Regions from separate parts of the Mus musculus genome. Here regions 2, 3, 4 and 5 are each linked to region 1. Evidence: chromatin contacts called from public HiChIP or PLAC-seq and promoter capture Hi-C data. All regions are on one chromosome and are shown on one strand. The core of a region is the stretch at or near the end of the contact, and the rest is flanking DNA. Distances in the headings are between cores, read along the strand shown. Region 1 holds the start of Med11 (mediator complex subunit 11). Region 2 has its middle 2.8 kb from the start of Gm32946. Region 3 holds the start of Scimp (SLP adaptor and CSK interacting membrane protein). Region 4 overlaps Scimp (SLP adaptor and CSK interacting membrane protein). Region 5 overlaps Gm12320 (predicted gene 12320).

Region 1 (2,733 bases), core at 80-2,579:
TCCGAACTCAGTTCTCCAGCATCTGCTCACAGGTTCTCGCCACATCACTAATCTTGAGGCGGGCGTAGTCTACTCGCTTTAGAGCCATTTGACAGTCCTTCCTGGAAGAGTAGCTGGAGCCCTCATGCGGCTGCCCTGTGGCCACCTACAAGTCAGATCAATCAATGGGGTACTGCCTCTCTTTACCACCCACAACCGGGCAGTATTATTTCTCTGGTCTCACATCTTTCCCAAGTTTGATCTACATTAGTTGACTGGTAACTCAGTGTTCTAAGGCAACAACAACAACAACAAAAAAAAAAAAAAAAGAAAAAGCTTAACCACTGTGTGAACCTCATCTATGAAATAGGGACCACAGCGAATACTTCCTAGAGTTTTAGGATATGCCCAGCACACCACAGATGTCAGTAAACAGTAGCAGCTGGAGTAAAGACTCTGGAAGCCTCTTAGCGATGTCTGTCTTCTTAGTCCCCAAGCAAATATGGCCTCACAAGTTTCTGGGAACAACGTTCGGTAGCTTCAGTATTTATTTATTTATTTATTTTTATTTATTTATTTCAGTACCTGGGCCTCTTTATGGTAGGTAAGTGCTCTAACACAGAGCTCCAACTCTCTTTCTGACCTACTGGGTCTGAATTGCCCAGACAAGTTTTGAACTTGTGATCTTCCAGCCTCAGGCACTTAAGTAGCTCAGAATACCGGCCTGTGCCAGCTGGTATGCCTAGGGTATTGTTTATACACCCTAGACATTTTTAATCCTTTCCTTTTAGAGGACTAAACCAGCCCTGAAATGAAAGTACCTATCGCGTAAGAGGCAGTCTTACCTAGCTAAAGCTCAGGGAATCCCCAAGGCTAGGGCGTTGGTTCAGAGCTGGGGTCCCCGCCCAGCACCTTCTAGACACACCCACCTGAGTGAGGTAGCGGATTTGAGCGGATAGCTCTGCCTCCACGTGCTGCACAGAAGTGGTGAAGGCTGCCGCCTGCCGGTCGAGGAGCCGCTCGTTAGTCTTTTCCTTGGACAGTTCCAGGATCGCCGTTCCTGCCAGGGCGGGGAGAGGGCGATGTCAGACCCAGGCTTCAGACTCAGCCCCGCCCTAAGGCTAGCATTCAGGTCCCGCCCCAACTGCACGCAGAGTCCCGGGCTGGTCTTCACCCCTTGCCGTCTGCCCCTCGCTTCCCGAACCTGCGTTCTGGAGGATGGCGCCGATTTCACGCTCGATATCCTCCAGGGCGCGCAGCCGCTCGTTCGCCAGACTGTAGGTAGCCATCGTTCCAGTGGAAAGCCCCACAGGCCGTCTTTTGCGAGGTGTGGCGCCACAGCCCGGAAATGCCTGTTAATGTGCGCCTGCGCAGAGGCCACTGCAGCGAACACTACAATTCCCAGGATGCTCAGCGCGGCCTCGCCCTTCCGAGTCTACCTGGTCTAGTCTGACTGCCAGGGCGCTAATGCCAGGCCAGACAGGGGTGGAAAGAGGCGGTTATTGACTTGTTTTCTGACAGGATCTCAGTTTAGACCAAGTTGGCCTGGAACTCATAGAGATCCTCTGGTGTAATAGGTCTGTCAAAAATGAAGATAGTTTAAAGAGATACTTGTATCTCTTCAGTCTTGACTATCAGAACTTGTCTTCCAGAAAGAGATTTTACACAGTTCTAACAACTTGTCAGACCACTTTACAGGATGAGACTGAAGCCCAGATAATGAATAGTCAGTGATGGGTGTGACCACACACCTTGACTGAGGGTGGGGGTGCGGGTGGGGGTGGGGTACTTAGATGTGCACAACCTTGCTCTATTTAAACTTTGATGTTGCGTTAGCACCCTGAAGACTGACTTGAGGGGGCTTGCCGGATCTCTTTGTCACTCTTCCCAATGTGGCCACATTGGATACGTCTCCTTTTTTAACTTTCCATTTTTAATTGGCTTATTAAAGAAGGGTGGCCAGACATGACTTGGGCACTAGTCTTCCCCTCACCCCCTTCCCCACAAATTGAGTATCACTGCCTCTGCCTCCCTAAATACTGGGATTAAAGATATGAGCCACCACTGAAACAGCCCTGTGGCCCAAAGCCACTCAGACCTCTCTGATTTAGTTAACTGTCTGACTTACTGAATTTATAAGAATTTATTATTAAGCATTGGCCCTGGGCCAGGTGATGACAGTGGGAGTTCAAGTGGGTTCCTCCATACTGGGTAGTCATGGGCTCTTTGGTGGCCAACCTCTCCCAAGGAAAGCATGACATTCTCCGTGCCTAAGGCTTCTTCCTGATCCTGAGCCCAGCTCATTCTCATGTCCTGGTTCCTTCCCTCGACCTTTCTGTCTTTGATTATCAATTAGGTGTGCTAGGCTCTATGGATATAGAGATAAATGAAATGTTCTCTCACTCAATGGTGTTTGTTAGCTTATTTTATTTTATTTGGTTTTTTTGAGACAAGGTTTCTCTTTGTAGCCCTGGTTGTCTTGGAACTTGCTCTGTAGGTCAGGCTGTCCTCGAACTCACCAAGATCCGCCTGCCTCTGTCTCCTGAGTACTGGGATTAAAGGTGTGCATCACCACTGCCCACCAAGATTTATTTATTTAATTTGGTGAGTAAGGGTATTTTGTATCTGTATGTGTGTCTGTGAGTGATGTGCATGCATTGCTCATGGAGGTTAGAGAGGACATTGGATTGTTTAGAACTGGAGCTGTAGGCAGTTTTGAGGTACTGTGTGGTTGCTGGGAATTGAACAGGTTCC
Region 2 (2,733 bases), core at 91-2,590, 380 kb after region 1:
CATGAAAGGATGCGTGATGAAGGATGCTTCACTAATGACAGGCATGTATTGGTTCACCTTACATGGCAATGATGAGCTCTGCTTGCCATGAATCCATAGAGAGAAACACACCAAAAACCTCTGGTGGTGTGCTGGCGGCTTCTTGCCACTTCCCCGGACTCGGGTCGATTGGCAGAGTGATGTCAGCCGGTCCAGACTCACGTGGAGTTTTGTTAAGACAGACTCACATGCTGAGGCAAGACATGTGATGAGGCAAGATCCATGGAGGACACATGATGTTTGGAGAGAGTATAAATAGGACTCGACGGAGAGTGATGGGGGCTTGCACAGCTAGCTTTGCAATGCTTGTAGTATCTTCACAGATCTTCACTTTGTTGAGAGAGACACAGCAAAGAACTCCTGGTGTCCCTGCTGACTCATGCTGAGTCAGCGGAGGCCTGGCTATATCTGCTAGGTCATGCCACAGCTGCTGATTTGTGTTTGCTATTCCAACACTCCTGAACTGACTGACTGTATATCTGTGAAGTGTTTTCGAGTGTATCTAGCTGCCGATGTTGACCTGTGAACTGGACTGTTGATTTTCTAAACAGGTTGACTTCCCCGTATCCTAATAACCTCTCTTTCCCACTGCCTCTGCTGGGCGGTAGCCTAGAAGGGAGGATAAAGTGTTTAAGAACCCATATTAAAAGTAGTCTCTGAAAAATAAAAACAATGGTGGTAGTAATACGTTCTCTTCTCAGCTCTATGACCTTGCTAGTTCCGGGAAGCTAGTTCCAGTACGAGGCATGGTTGCCCTCTGTCGAGTGAATGTCAACTCCACCAACATGCAAATGCCACTTATTGCATTTTTATATATATCTCACCCATGTGCCAACTGTTGTGGGTCACAGGTTTGCAGCTGGGTAGTGTTGTGGATTTGGTCTAACTCTTGTATTGTGTTTATTGGGTGCCCAAAATTACATGGGAATCTGCACATAAGATAGTGAGGGACCCTGCCCCCAATTGGTTTTGATTGGTAAATAAAGTTGCCGGTGGCCACTGGCTGGGCAGGGAGACAGAAGGAGGACTTTAGAATTCCCAGGCAAGGGACCGAGGGAGGAGGGAGAGAGCCATCACTCTGGGAAAGGAGCAAAGACAAGGCCTAAGAGGTGCAGAAGAAAGAGCATAACCATCACGTAAGAGTTGGGGATCGTGGCCCAGGAGCACGGCAGGTCTGGGTCCGGGACAGCCAAGATGGAAAATAGGTCTTAGTAAGTAATAAGTCAGGAATACCAGCGGCGGGGAGACTGTTAGCCACATGGAGATTAGGAAGTGGCCCAGCCTACACTCAGGATAGCAGCGCCACCGTGTGGTACAGCTCCAGTTTCAGGTGCCCTTAAGCAACATTTCGCAATACTATTTATGCCTCTTTCCTAAATACTAAAGTGAAATGTTAGACCGTTAGTTCTTACAGCTTCTTTTTAAAAATCCATAATTAAACTCCTAAGACTAAGTTGACCACTTACACACACACACACACACCCCACCCCCAGCTCCTTTCAATAGTGGTCACTCTTAGAGTGACCAGGGAAAACTGCTTGCGGTGAGGTCAAGGAGGCGTGGCCTCAGAAGATACCAGTTTTCTGGTTCCAATCCAGATATGCTGAACCAGATCCAGAGCCAGGACGACTGTGTTCTAAGTTCACTGGCCAAAGGCCGGCCGTCTTGGGTCTTACCTATCTCTAACAGTTCACATCCTTTCTTGCCGTTGAGTGAGAACTGCAGGGTTGGAGGTAAACAAGAGCACCTACCCAGAGCTCTGCTCCGGGGTGGGGTCTTCCCACGCAGAACAAAATCCCACTCCCCGGGCATCACTGCCACGCACTGAGTGGGTAGTAGAATCTCCTGCAGTAGTTTCTCTCAGCGTCTCACCCCAGGTGTATCTTCTCAGCCAGCTCCTTTAACCAACTGCCTCTGTGGATCCTCAACACTCAAGTCTGCTACAAGCATCTCTTCAACCTAGTAGAAGATGAAGCTTCTGGCATGCATGTTTTTGACGCAGCCTGCAACAGACTTTGCGGTGCTCTGATTGGCCAAAGAGCATATTTGAGAACCACCAGCTGAGACTGCGCTCCTGTCCTTTGTGGGGAGATGGGGTCCATTGCTGCGGATGGAGAGGAAGGATCCCAGCACCAAAATCATTCAGTCTTTTCATCCTGCTCCTTGCCTGCCTGCAAAGCCCAGTAAAGTGTAGTGAAAGTTCGTCTGCAGCCGCAGCCTGGCAGGCACGAAGGGGATTGGGAGTGGGAGTGAGGTGTCTGGGAGGCTACAGGAGCCTGCTGTAAACCCAGTGGTCCCTGGACTGGGAGTCTGGCTAAATGTGATCCATGCTTCCACCGGATTCCAGCATCCCATCCGCCCTAGAGGGTGGAGGTGGGGGTCTATCTCACCCACCAAGCCTGCCTGTAACTCCTGCTAGCAATAGCTTTTGTTCTTAGCTTTTAAAGATAAAACGCGGTGCTGGGTTTCAGGAAATTAAGCTTGTGTGTGTGTGTGTGTGTGTGTGTGTGTGTGTGTGTGTGTGTGTGTGTAGCCAAACTGACATTTAATATCCTCCCTAGATGAAGTCAGCAGGTAACCTGGCAAAAGGTCCTTATTCTGACAAAAGCTGGTCTGAGGCTGTCCTGCCTCATAGGCCCGTGTACAGAGCTGATGACTAAACACACTTCTCTAGACAAGCAACAACTTCAACAA
Region 3 (2,733 bases), core at 109-2,608, 360 kb before region 1:
TTTGTTTTGAGACAGGCTTTCACAACATAGCCGTACTGACACTGAACTAGCAGCAATCCTCCTGCTTCTGCCTCCCCAGTGCTGGGATCACAGGTATGCACCACCATGCCTAGCTTAGGACAATTTTTGAGCAATTAAGTTTCAGCTAAGTGAGTAGGGAAGAGCACCAGCTTTGCCTTTGGTGTGGACAGATCTGAGTTGAAGGTCACCATGAAAAACTGGTTCCATGGCAGAACCTCCACACGCTTCAGTATTCTAAGAAACAAAGGAAATAATCGAATTAAGTGAAGGTCTATTGAGACCAGGAAAGTGAAACCCTGGTAGAGTCCTAGCCCCCAGCAGTACTCAACAGTGGCTCCTAACAATACAATGCAGTTGGCCCAGAAGGCTTGGGAGAGAGAGCAGCCTTGTGCACTTTCCTCCCAATTCCAAGTTCCTGGATGCCATGTTGATATTTTGAAATTGACCATGGTAGGAATATTTACACCGTAAACACCAGTGAATGCTACCTGTGGGTATCTTCTGGGCAGGTGGGGGAATCTTCCCCAGTCACTTTAGTTGTCATCATTGTTCCTGAGTGCCAGCGCACCCCTCCCTTGGAGAGGCATCTCACACACATCCATGCTGCCATGAAGTGACGACTCACCACAAGCAGCTACTTCTACAAGGCAGTTTCTTTGTTTCCTCACCCCAAACTTCCATTTTTAGAGGCTATGAGCATCACTGGGAACTCTGTCTCACAGTGTGGTAGGAAATGATTCAATTCAATTAACACTGTCCACTGGCCGGGTGTCACAGCATGCACTTGTAATCTGGTACTTGGGAGGCAGAAGTAGGAATATCACAAGTTCAAGAACAGCCTAGGCTACCCTCTAGGTATCACCACCATGCTCTCTTAGACACTCTCTTAGAGTCTCCTTGACTCCTCTAAACAGAAGTTGGGCCAACAGGTCCAGGGGTTCAAGAGCCACACTTGCGGGATGATGCATCTGTCTTCCATTTCCCACCATGCATCTCTGGGTAGACCTAGGGCCCCCCTCTCTCTTCTTGAGTCCCACATGACCATGCCCAGGAAAGTTTAAGGGAGACTTCCCCTGGGGCAACCCCCTCACTCACTCACTCACTCACTCTGGAGCCTGATTCCTCTCAGGACCCCCTTCCACACCACGACCAGCCTTCATGGGCCTCTGCTGGAGCCACGAAGGGCAGTGGGAAGGTAGCTTTTAAAAACAGAAAAACAAAAAACAAAAAACAAAACTGGAGTAGTTAGCTTCACTAGAATGGGGACCAGAAAGAGGAAGTGTGGTCAGGCTAGTGCCTGCAGCCTCCAAGGGTGAGTGAGGGTATGTGGGCGATCAAGCCTCTCCCCAGTTGTGCTTGAGTAACACCCTCAGTCCACAGCTGTCTCCCCAGCTGCTTCCAGTGAACACCCCGGCAGTCTAGGTAAGTGCTTCAACTTGCTTTTCCCACCATAGTCATCTGTCCATGTTGCTGTTAGACGTGTGGCCAAATAGGCAACCCCACAGGCACAGGCTGAGGGGACTGTCGCTCGAGGCTGTAGTACACAGCCGGGTACAACTGGAGAAAGAGTGGCCTGGAAGAGTTCACTTGGCGTGGCTGCTGAGTGACGCTGGCCATCTCCTTACTCCTCCAGTGTGTGTGCCAGGCAAGGCAAGTTTACCTGGAAGGATGAAGTCACAGTTGGGAGTGAGTTGTGTGAAGTGTGAGGAATTATCGCTATCTGCATAGTGTCTGTAATATCTGGTATTTGATTGGTAGAGGACCCGCACTGTACTGTGTATTGTAAACGCTGGCTACCTCTCAGTGCTCTTGGATGAAAGAATCAGAACAGCACGCCTCTCGGTGCCTTTGGCACTCAGCCTCTGGTGTCTGGGATTTATAAGGCACTTGCCAACCTTCAGAAGCCTCGGGACTCAGAGGTGTTCAGCTGGCGTGAGACCTCGATGGAGCCTTCTGCTTTTGACCTCTGGAAATCAATGTTCTCAATTCTTTTTTTTTTTTTTTCTTATAGAAAATATTTTCCTTTCTCTGTTTGGGAATTTTTCCTGCATGTGTGTCTGCGTATCATATACATGCCTGGCGTCCTTGGAGGAGAGATGAGGCCATCAGATCCTTGAAACTGAACTTACAGATGGTTGTGAGCCACAACACCGTGCTGGGAACGGAACTTGGGACTCCTCTGAAAGAGCAGTCATTGTTCTTAACCACTGAGCCATGTCACTAGCTCTTCAGAAATCATTTTTTCAATCCCTGTATTATGCCATAGACCATGTGGGAGGATCAGCATCTCCAGAAGTGTGTCAGGATGGAGTTCCTCCCGCCTTCTCCCCTCTCCCCCTCCCCCTTCTCCCTTCTCCCTTCCTTCTCCTCCCTTCTCCCTACATCTATCTCTTCCTCCCCTTTTCCTCCCTTTCTCCCCTGTTCCTGTTTCCTTTTTTCCTAGCAAATAGATGTATTTCCTAACTGTAGGTAAACAAATCTGCTAGATAAGCAATAAGCTGTGGGGACTGAGCATGTATGGATAGAACTGAGTCCTATGATATAATAAATCAGACTCAGGATTAATGTGCGGCCGTCCCGGCTTGCTAAGCTGTCATGCTGAGACACACATGCAGCAAGCAGCAGGACAGTGTGGGCAACTGCCAGTCCAGTTATTGGCCCAAACACTGTGTTAACACATGCAGGCATCAGAGCTAGCCATAACAGAGTTAA
Region 4 (2,733 bases), core at 79-2,578, 340 kb before region 1:
CCATCACTGAATTACTCAATTACTCAGTCCCCAGCCCCTCCAAGAGTCAAATTGATAAAACATGACTCAGGGGTTCAGATGAACAGAAACAGGCATGCCCCATAAATGAGATCATGAGCATAGCCAGCAGGAGTGGTATATACATAAGAGTTAAAACTGTGATGCTCATTGCATACACTAGCAAGATTTTATTGAAAGGACGCAGATGTAGCTGTCTCTTGTGAGACTATGCCGGGGCCCAGCAAACACAGAAGTGGATGCTCACAGTCAGCTAATGGATGGATCATAGGGCTCCCAATGGAGGAGCTAGAGAAAGTAGCCAAGGAGCTAAAGGGATCTGCAACCCTATAGGTGGAACAACATTATGAGCTAACCAGTACCCCGGAGCTCTTGACTCTAGCTGCATATATATCAAAAGATGGCCTAGTCGGCCATCACTGGAAAGAGAGGCCCATTGGACTTGCAAACTTTATATGCCCCAGTACAGGGGAATACCAGGGCCAAAAAGGGGGAGTGGGTGGGCAGGGGAGTGGGGGTGGGTGGATATGGGGGACTTTTGGTATAGCATTGGAAATGTAAATGAGTTAAATACCTAATAAAAAATGGAAAAAAAAAAAAAAAAAAAGAATAGGATGTTGCCAGGAGGTGGTGGCACACAACTTTAATCTCAGCAATCCAGAAGCAAATGCAGGTGACTCTTTTGAGTTTGGATCCACCCTGGTGTACAAAGCAAGTTCCAGGACAACCAGAGTTCCATGGTGAAACTCTATCTTGAAAGGGGTGGGGGGGGGAGAATACTATATCAAACTTGCCACCTATGTTCTGCCAGAAAACTTTCTTGATTTACCTTGTTTTTCTTGATTATAAATTTACTCTTAGCTCCAATTCTTTCCAATAAATTTCTGTTATTAGTGCATGTTTCATTTTTGTTTTAAGATATGTTTTGATGACTCCCAGTAGGCATAATGTTAATCCTTTTCCATCTATTTTCTATTTTGGTAACAAAATTGCTACACATCAGAAAAATAAATAAATTGAGCTCCAAGTAGTAAAAAAAAAAAAAAAAAAAAAAAAACTGTGATGCTAAAAACTGAGAGGTGACCACCCAGGACCCAGCTAAGGGCCAGCCTTTGCCTATCTACAAGAAAATCTACACTTTTCTAAAATGGGTTGTATTGGTGTTCAAAGAGACCAGCAAATATAACCTTTCCTCGTCCAATCTGATCCCCTTGTTGAGTAAGTCAATCAAGCATCACAGAGCCAGGTGGCCAAGGCCTTGCTACAATGTGAAAACTTCCCACAGAAATGTGCTATTAGGACATGCCTTAGTCAGGGTTTCTATTCCTGTACAAAACATCATGACCAAGAAACAAGTTGGTGAGGAAATGGTTTATTCAGTTCCACATCGCTAAAAGAAGTCAGAACTGGAACTCAAGCAGGGCAGGAAGCAGGAGCTGATGCAGAGGCCATGGAGGGATGTTACTTACTGGCTTGCTTCCCCTGGCTTGCTCAGCTTGCTTTCTTATAGAACCCAGGACTACCAGCCCAGGGGTGGCACCACCCCACAATGGGTCCTCCCACTTTTGATCACTAATTGAGAAAATGCCTTACAGCTGGATCTCACGGAGGCATTTTCTCAAGGGAGGCTCCTTTCTCTGTGATAACTCCAGCTTGTGTCAAGTTGACACACAAAACCAGCCAGTACACTACAGATTTTTTTTTTCAGGAAGCACACAGCTCAACAAGTTGCTATGAATGAAGCAGACATAGGTAACAGATCCCCAGTTCAAGAGAAGCTATTGCTAACATCATAGACATTTACTTCTAAGGCCTTCAGCCATGGCACCTACAAATCCCTTCTAGCCAGAAGGAACCAGCCAGGCATTTTATTGTTTTGTGCTTCACAAGAGTGGAATAGCACATGGTAGTTTGCTTTTTTTTTTTTTACCCATTTTTTTTTTTTCAGTACAATCCCAGGGCCTCACATACAACATGCCAGGCTCCACTATTGGGCTACCAGCCCGAGTCAGTATGATTTTTGTGAGATTCATTGAGTGTAGTTGTAGACTGTTCATTCCTCTTGCTGTAGAGCATTCCACTGTGGGAGTGGGTCATGGTAAATTTGTCCCTTCTACTGTGAATGGACCTTTGGCCAGTGTGATGGTGACTTGTATGGGAGCTGCTGTTACTATAACAAACGCCTGGGACAATCAGTTTATAAAGAGAAGAGGTTTCTTTTGGCTCACAGTTTGTGAGCTTCTAATCCATGACTGGTTGGTCCTGATGCTTTGGGCCTGTTGTGAGGCATTGTGGTGGAAGTGGCATAGTACAAAGCCAGGCACAAGAGGAAAGGTGAAGAGAGGCAGAAGGGACTCAGGGCCCACAGTCCCCTTTGAGCACATGCTTTCAGTCACTTAAGAATTTCCGACTAGGGCTGGAGAGATGGCTCAGTGGTTATGAGCACCGACTGCTCTTCTGAAGGTCCTGAGTTCAAATCCCAGCAACCACATGGTGGCTCACAACCATCCATAATGAGATCTGACGCTCTCTTCTGGTGCATCTGAAGACAGCTACAATGTACTTAGATATAATAATAAATAAATCTTTAAAAAGAAAAAAAAAGAACTTCCCACTAGGTTCCAACTCTTGAAATTTTCACCACTTTCCGACAATGCTAAGCTGGCGTTTGGGGGCCATTTAGCATCTGTAACATGTTGTGAACAGCCCTGCTTC
Region 5 (2,733 bases), core at 131-2,630, 300 kb before region 1:
AAAAGGGAAGAAAACAGGCATATCGGGGGAAGTTATGGTCACCAAGTTGAAACCTAGAGGATACAACTGGAACCCTTTGGCTCCTTGTCTGGCATAGCCATGCACTTCCTGATCAACCGTTGTCTTTTTTTTTTCTTCTTCTTTGTACCACCCTGTCCCTAGAAACTAGAACAATATTGCATCAGCTACTTGCTGTAACAAAACACTGTGACCAAGGGAACTCATAAAAAGAAGAGTTTCTTTGGCTTAGAGTCCCAGAGGATTGGAATGCCTGACGGAGGAGCAAGGACACAGGAGCAGGAACATGAATCACAGAGCTCACAGTTTGAGCTGCAGGAATGAAAAGAGACAACGAACTCAAAATGACATGTGACTTTTGGAACCTCAAAGTCTTTCCCCGGTGACATCATTCCTTCAGCAAGACCACACCTCCCAAACCTTCTCAAACAGCTCCTCCAACTGAAGACCAAGTGTTCAAACCGCTGAGCCTGTGGGGCACATTCTCAGTCAAAGCATCACAAGTATCATCTAGATACATCTAACGACAGATGCTCAGGGCTTCTGGTGGGCCATGGGGCTGGGAGGAGGGAGGTACTTGGGAAGACACAACCGGGTAGGAAATGGTATCTTTGCATAGAGAAACCACTCACTTGTTAAGTCAAGCTAGGTGCACCCATGTCGGATGGGCAGTGCAATCTGTAACCACAGGGCTTTCCTACCCAGCCTCTTTGTTCCCCGAAATAATGGCTCTGAGCCTTAATATTTCGTGAATAAATGCCAAAAGCTTTGGCTTGTTCCCCGACTAGCTCATAACTTAATTACTCATTTATCTTTTCCTATGTTCCATGTGGTTGGGGTTGGTTACTTCTCAGTTTCATTCAACTATCTCCTTCAGCGTTCGGGGCAAATCTCCCCAGCCTGACTTTCCCAGAATCCTCTCTCTCTCTCTTTCTCTCTCTCTCTCTTTCTCTTTCCTCCCTCCCTCCCTCCCTCTCTCCCTCTCTCTCTCTCTGCCGGATGTCCCACCTTCTAATCCTGACTCAGCTCACTGACCGTAGGCTTGTTATTGGCAGCTGATGCTTCCACACAGTACATAAAGATCCTTTCTACAGAAACCAATGCTAAGTTGACTCTACTGATGGTTTAGCAGGAATGGTGCCAGAGGACATTTGTCAAGTTCTTACTTAGCAGGCTGTAAGGAATTGCTTGGGCTGCTATAGCCAAGTAGAAGAGGCAAAAAGTCAAAATGGCACTAAGGCTGAGGCCAGGGTTGGTGATATAGCTGACAGGTGAAAAAAGGTGGACTAGGTGAGAAGACTTCAGCTGGGCATGTTGTCATAGCCCACATTTCCCTGACCCGTGGCCCACAAACAAAAGGCTCAGTTCTGACAGGCAAAATCCAATGCAGGTCAAAGATCTACAGAGCCAGGCACGGCCACCCCCAAGTATGTTTATGAGTCATCAAAGGATATTACACATGCATTAGTGAACAACTCTGGCTCACTGTTTTTTCCTCCTCCAGTCTCCTGTCTTAGGGTTCTAACCTGTCCTGGTTCCTGGTAACAAATGACTGCCAACTATTATTCTTACAGTAAATGCCCAAAACTTTTTAAAGCTATAGAGAAGCTCTCATTATAAAATTATAAAGTACTAGTGCTGCTATTAAAGTTGCCCCAGGAATGAAGCCTTGGGGTCAAGCCCCAGCACCCACCTACGCATGCAGTAAATGTCCGTTAAAAATAAGTGACTCGGGCTGGTGAGATGACTCAGTGGGTAAGAGCACCCGACTGCTCTTCCGAAGGTCCAGAGTTAAAATCCCAGCAACCACATGGTGGCTCACAACCATCTGTAACAAGATCTGACTCCCTCATCTGGTGTCTGAAGACAGCTACAGTGTACTTACATATAATAATAAATAAATCTTTAAAAAAAAAAAAGTGACTCTGAGCTCAGGCGGTAGAGGCGCTAGCTCGGATCCCCTGTGCTTAGTAAGAAGCTGGATGAGGTGGCACGCATCTGTAATCCCTTGTTCAGGTGTAATCCAGTACAAGAGGAGGGGCGGAGAATGACCTAGAACCTCATAGGTCGGCTAGCCTGCTTTATACAGCACAACAGTAGAAAGAACAAGAGAGAACCTGGGCTGGTGGCACTTCAATCAATCCCAACAAAAAGAAAAAGAGAGAGAGAGAGAGATCCTGGTTCACCAAGTAAAAAGGAGAGAACCAACTCCTGAAACTTGTTCTCTGACCACATGTGCACTGTGGCCTGCATGGATATTTAATATATATATATATATGTGTGTGTGTGTGTGTGTGTGTGTGTGTATGTGTGTGTGTGTGTGTGTGTGTGTGTGTATTTTACAGTTATGTGTATTTTGTCTGCATGTGTGTCTGTGTACCACTTGCTTGCCTGTCGCCCACAGAGGCCAGGAGATCGAATCTTCTGGAACTGTAGTTAAAGATGGTTGTCAGCCACCATGTGGGTCACAGGAATCAAACTCGGATTCTCTAGAAGAGCAACCTGTGCTCTCAACTGCTGAGCCAGCCCCTGAGCCAACCCACGGAAAACAAAAAGTTAAGAAAGAAAGAGAGAGGCTAGAGAGATAGCTCAGCAGTTCAGAGTACTGGCTGTTCTTGCAAAAAATCTGAGCTCCTATTACCCAAGGAAGAAAACAGCCAGTAAGTATCAGGATGGCTTCGTAACAGGACTCGTTCTTGTTCTTCCTGTAGCTTA

The links. Promoter capture Hi-C pulls out the DNA fragments that hold promoters and counts their contacts. HiChIP or PLAC-seq counts read pairs in DNA pulled down with a chosen protein or histone mark.
Region 2: a promoter capture Hi-C map of liver shows a contact between it and region 1, with 1.9 times the contacts expected there. The contact joins the enhancer-like site here to the promoter of Med11 in region 1. A contact is called at or near these places in 4 of 39 promoter capture datasets (the 3T3-L1 cell line, hippocampal neurons and liver), 2 of 115 datasets of contacts at active chromatin or transcription factors (microglia and pancreatic cancer cells) and 1 of 9 other capture datasets (pancreatic islet).
Region 3: a contact with region 1 is called in a promoter capture Hi-C map of liver, with 4 times the contacts expected there. The contact joins the promoter of Scimp here to the promoter of Med11 in region 1. A contact is called at or near these places in 9 of 39 promoter capture datasets (the 3T3-L1 cell line, cranial neural crest, embryonic stem cells and 5 more), 10 of 115 datasets of contacts at active chromatin or transcription factors (astrocytes, bone marrow-derived macrophages, embryonic forebrain and 6 more) and 1 of 9 other capture datasets (liver).
Region 4: an H3K4me3 HiChIP or PLAC-seq map of bone marrow-derived macrophages shows a contact between it and region 1, with 4 times the contacts expected there. The contact joins the enhancer-like site here to the promoter of Med11 in region 1. A contact is called at or near these places in 3 of 39 promoter capture datasets (cranial neural crest, liver and second pharyngeal arch cranial neural crest), 1 of 484 Hi-C or Micro-C datasets (B cells), 10 of 115 datasets of contacts at active chromatin or transcription factors (the NIH/3T3 cell line, bone marrow-derived dendritic cells, bone marrow-derived macrophages and 5 more) and 3 of 9 other capture datasets (adipose tissue, liver and pancreatic islet).
Region 5: a contact with region 1 is called in a FOXA1 HiChIP or PLAC-seq map of pancreatic cancer cells. The contact joins the enhancer-like site here to the promoter of Med11 in region 1. A contact is called at or near these places in 16 of 39 promoter capture datasets (the 3T3-L1 cell line, the C10 cell line, the HPC-7 cell line and 11 more), 3 of 15 datasets of contacts at CTCF or cohesin (the NIH/3T3 cell line, embryonic stem cells and large pre-B cells), 5 of 484 Hi-C or Micro-C datasets (cortical neurons, forebrain neurons, nephron progenitors and 2 more), 24 of 115 datasets of contacts at active chromatin or transcription factors (the 230-238 cell line, the NIH/3T3 cell line, bone marrow-derived dendritic cells and 16 more) and 5 of 9 other capture datasets (adipose tissue, embryonic stem cells, liver and 2 more).

Annotation. Positions count from the first base shown.
Region 1 is chr11:70,450,514-70,453,246 of GRCm38.p6, reverse strand. It overlaps Med11 (mediator complex subunit 11), which reads right to left and starts at 1,329. Exons shown (of 3, transcript NM_025397.3): 1 at 1,184-1,329; 2 at 909-1,039; 3 at 1-145. The coding sequence starts at 1,268. The coding sequence ends at 8.
Region 2 is chr11:70,073,463-70,076,195 of GRCm38.p6, reverse strand. No RefSeq gene overlaps it. Among named protein-coding and RNA genes, the nearest start is that of Gm32946, 2.8 kb to the left of the region's middle. Within about 2 kb of position 1,340, at least 39 of the 459 cell types and tissues checked have an H3K27ac peak or open chromatin away from gene starts, as enhancers often do. A contact at or near this core is called in liver and pancreatic cancer cells, where this site is marked.
Region 3 is chr11:70,811,186-70,813,918 of GRCm38.p6, reverse strand. Scimp (SLP adaptor and CSK interacting membrane protein) reads left to right here and starts at 1,358. Exons shown (of 5, transcript NM_001045526.2): 1 at 1,358-1,443.
Region 4 is chr11:70,794,331-70,797,063 of GRCm38.p6, reverse strand. All of the region lies in intron 3 of Scimp (SLP adaptor and CSK interacting membrane protein), which reads left to right. Among named protein-coding and RNA genes, the nearest start is that of Scimp, 17 kb to the left of the region's middle. Within about 2 kb of position 1,328, at least 4 of the 459 cell types and tissues checked have an H3K27ac peak or open chromatin away from gene starts, as enhancers often do. A contact at or near this core is called in bone marrow-derived macrophages, where this site is marked.
Region 5 is chr11:70,746,773-70,749,505 of GRCm38.p6, reverse strand. It overlaps Gm12320 (predicted gene 12320), which reads left to right. Exons shown (of 3, transcript NR_167739.1): 3 at 163-802. Among named protein-coding and RNA genes, the nearest start is that of Gm12320, 7.0 kb to the left of the region's middle. Within about 2 kb of position 1,380, at least 52 of the 459 cell types and tissues checked have an H3K27ac peak or open chromatin away from gene starts, as enhancers often do. A contact at or near this core is called in the NIH/3T3 cell line, adipose tissue, liver and 1 more, where this site is marked.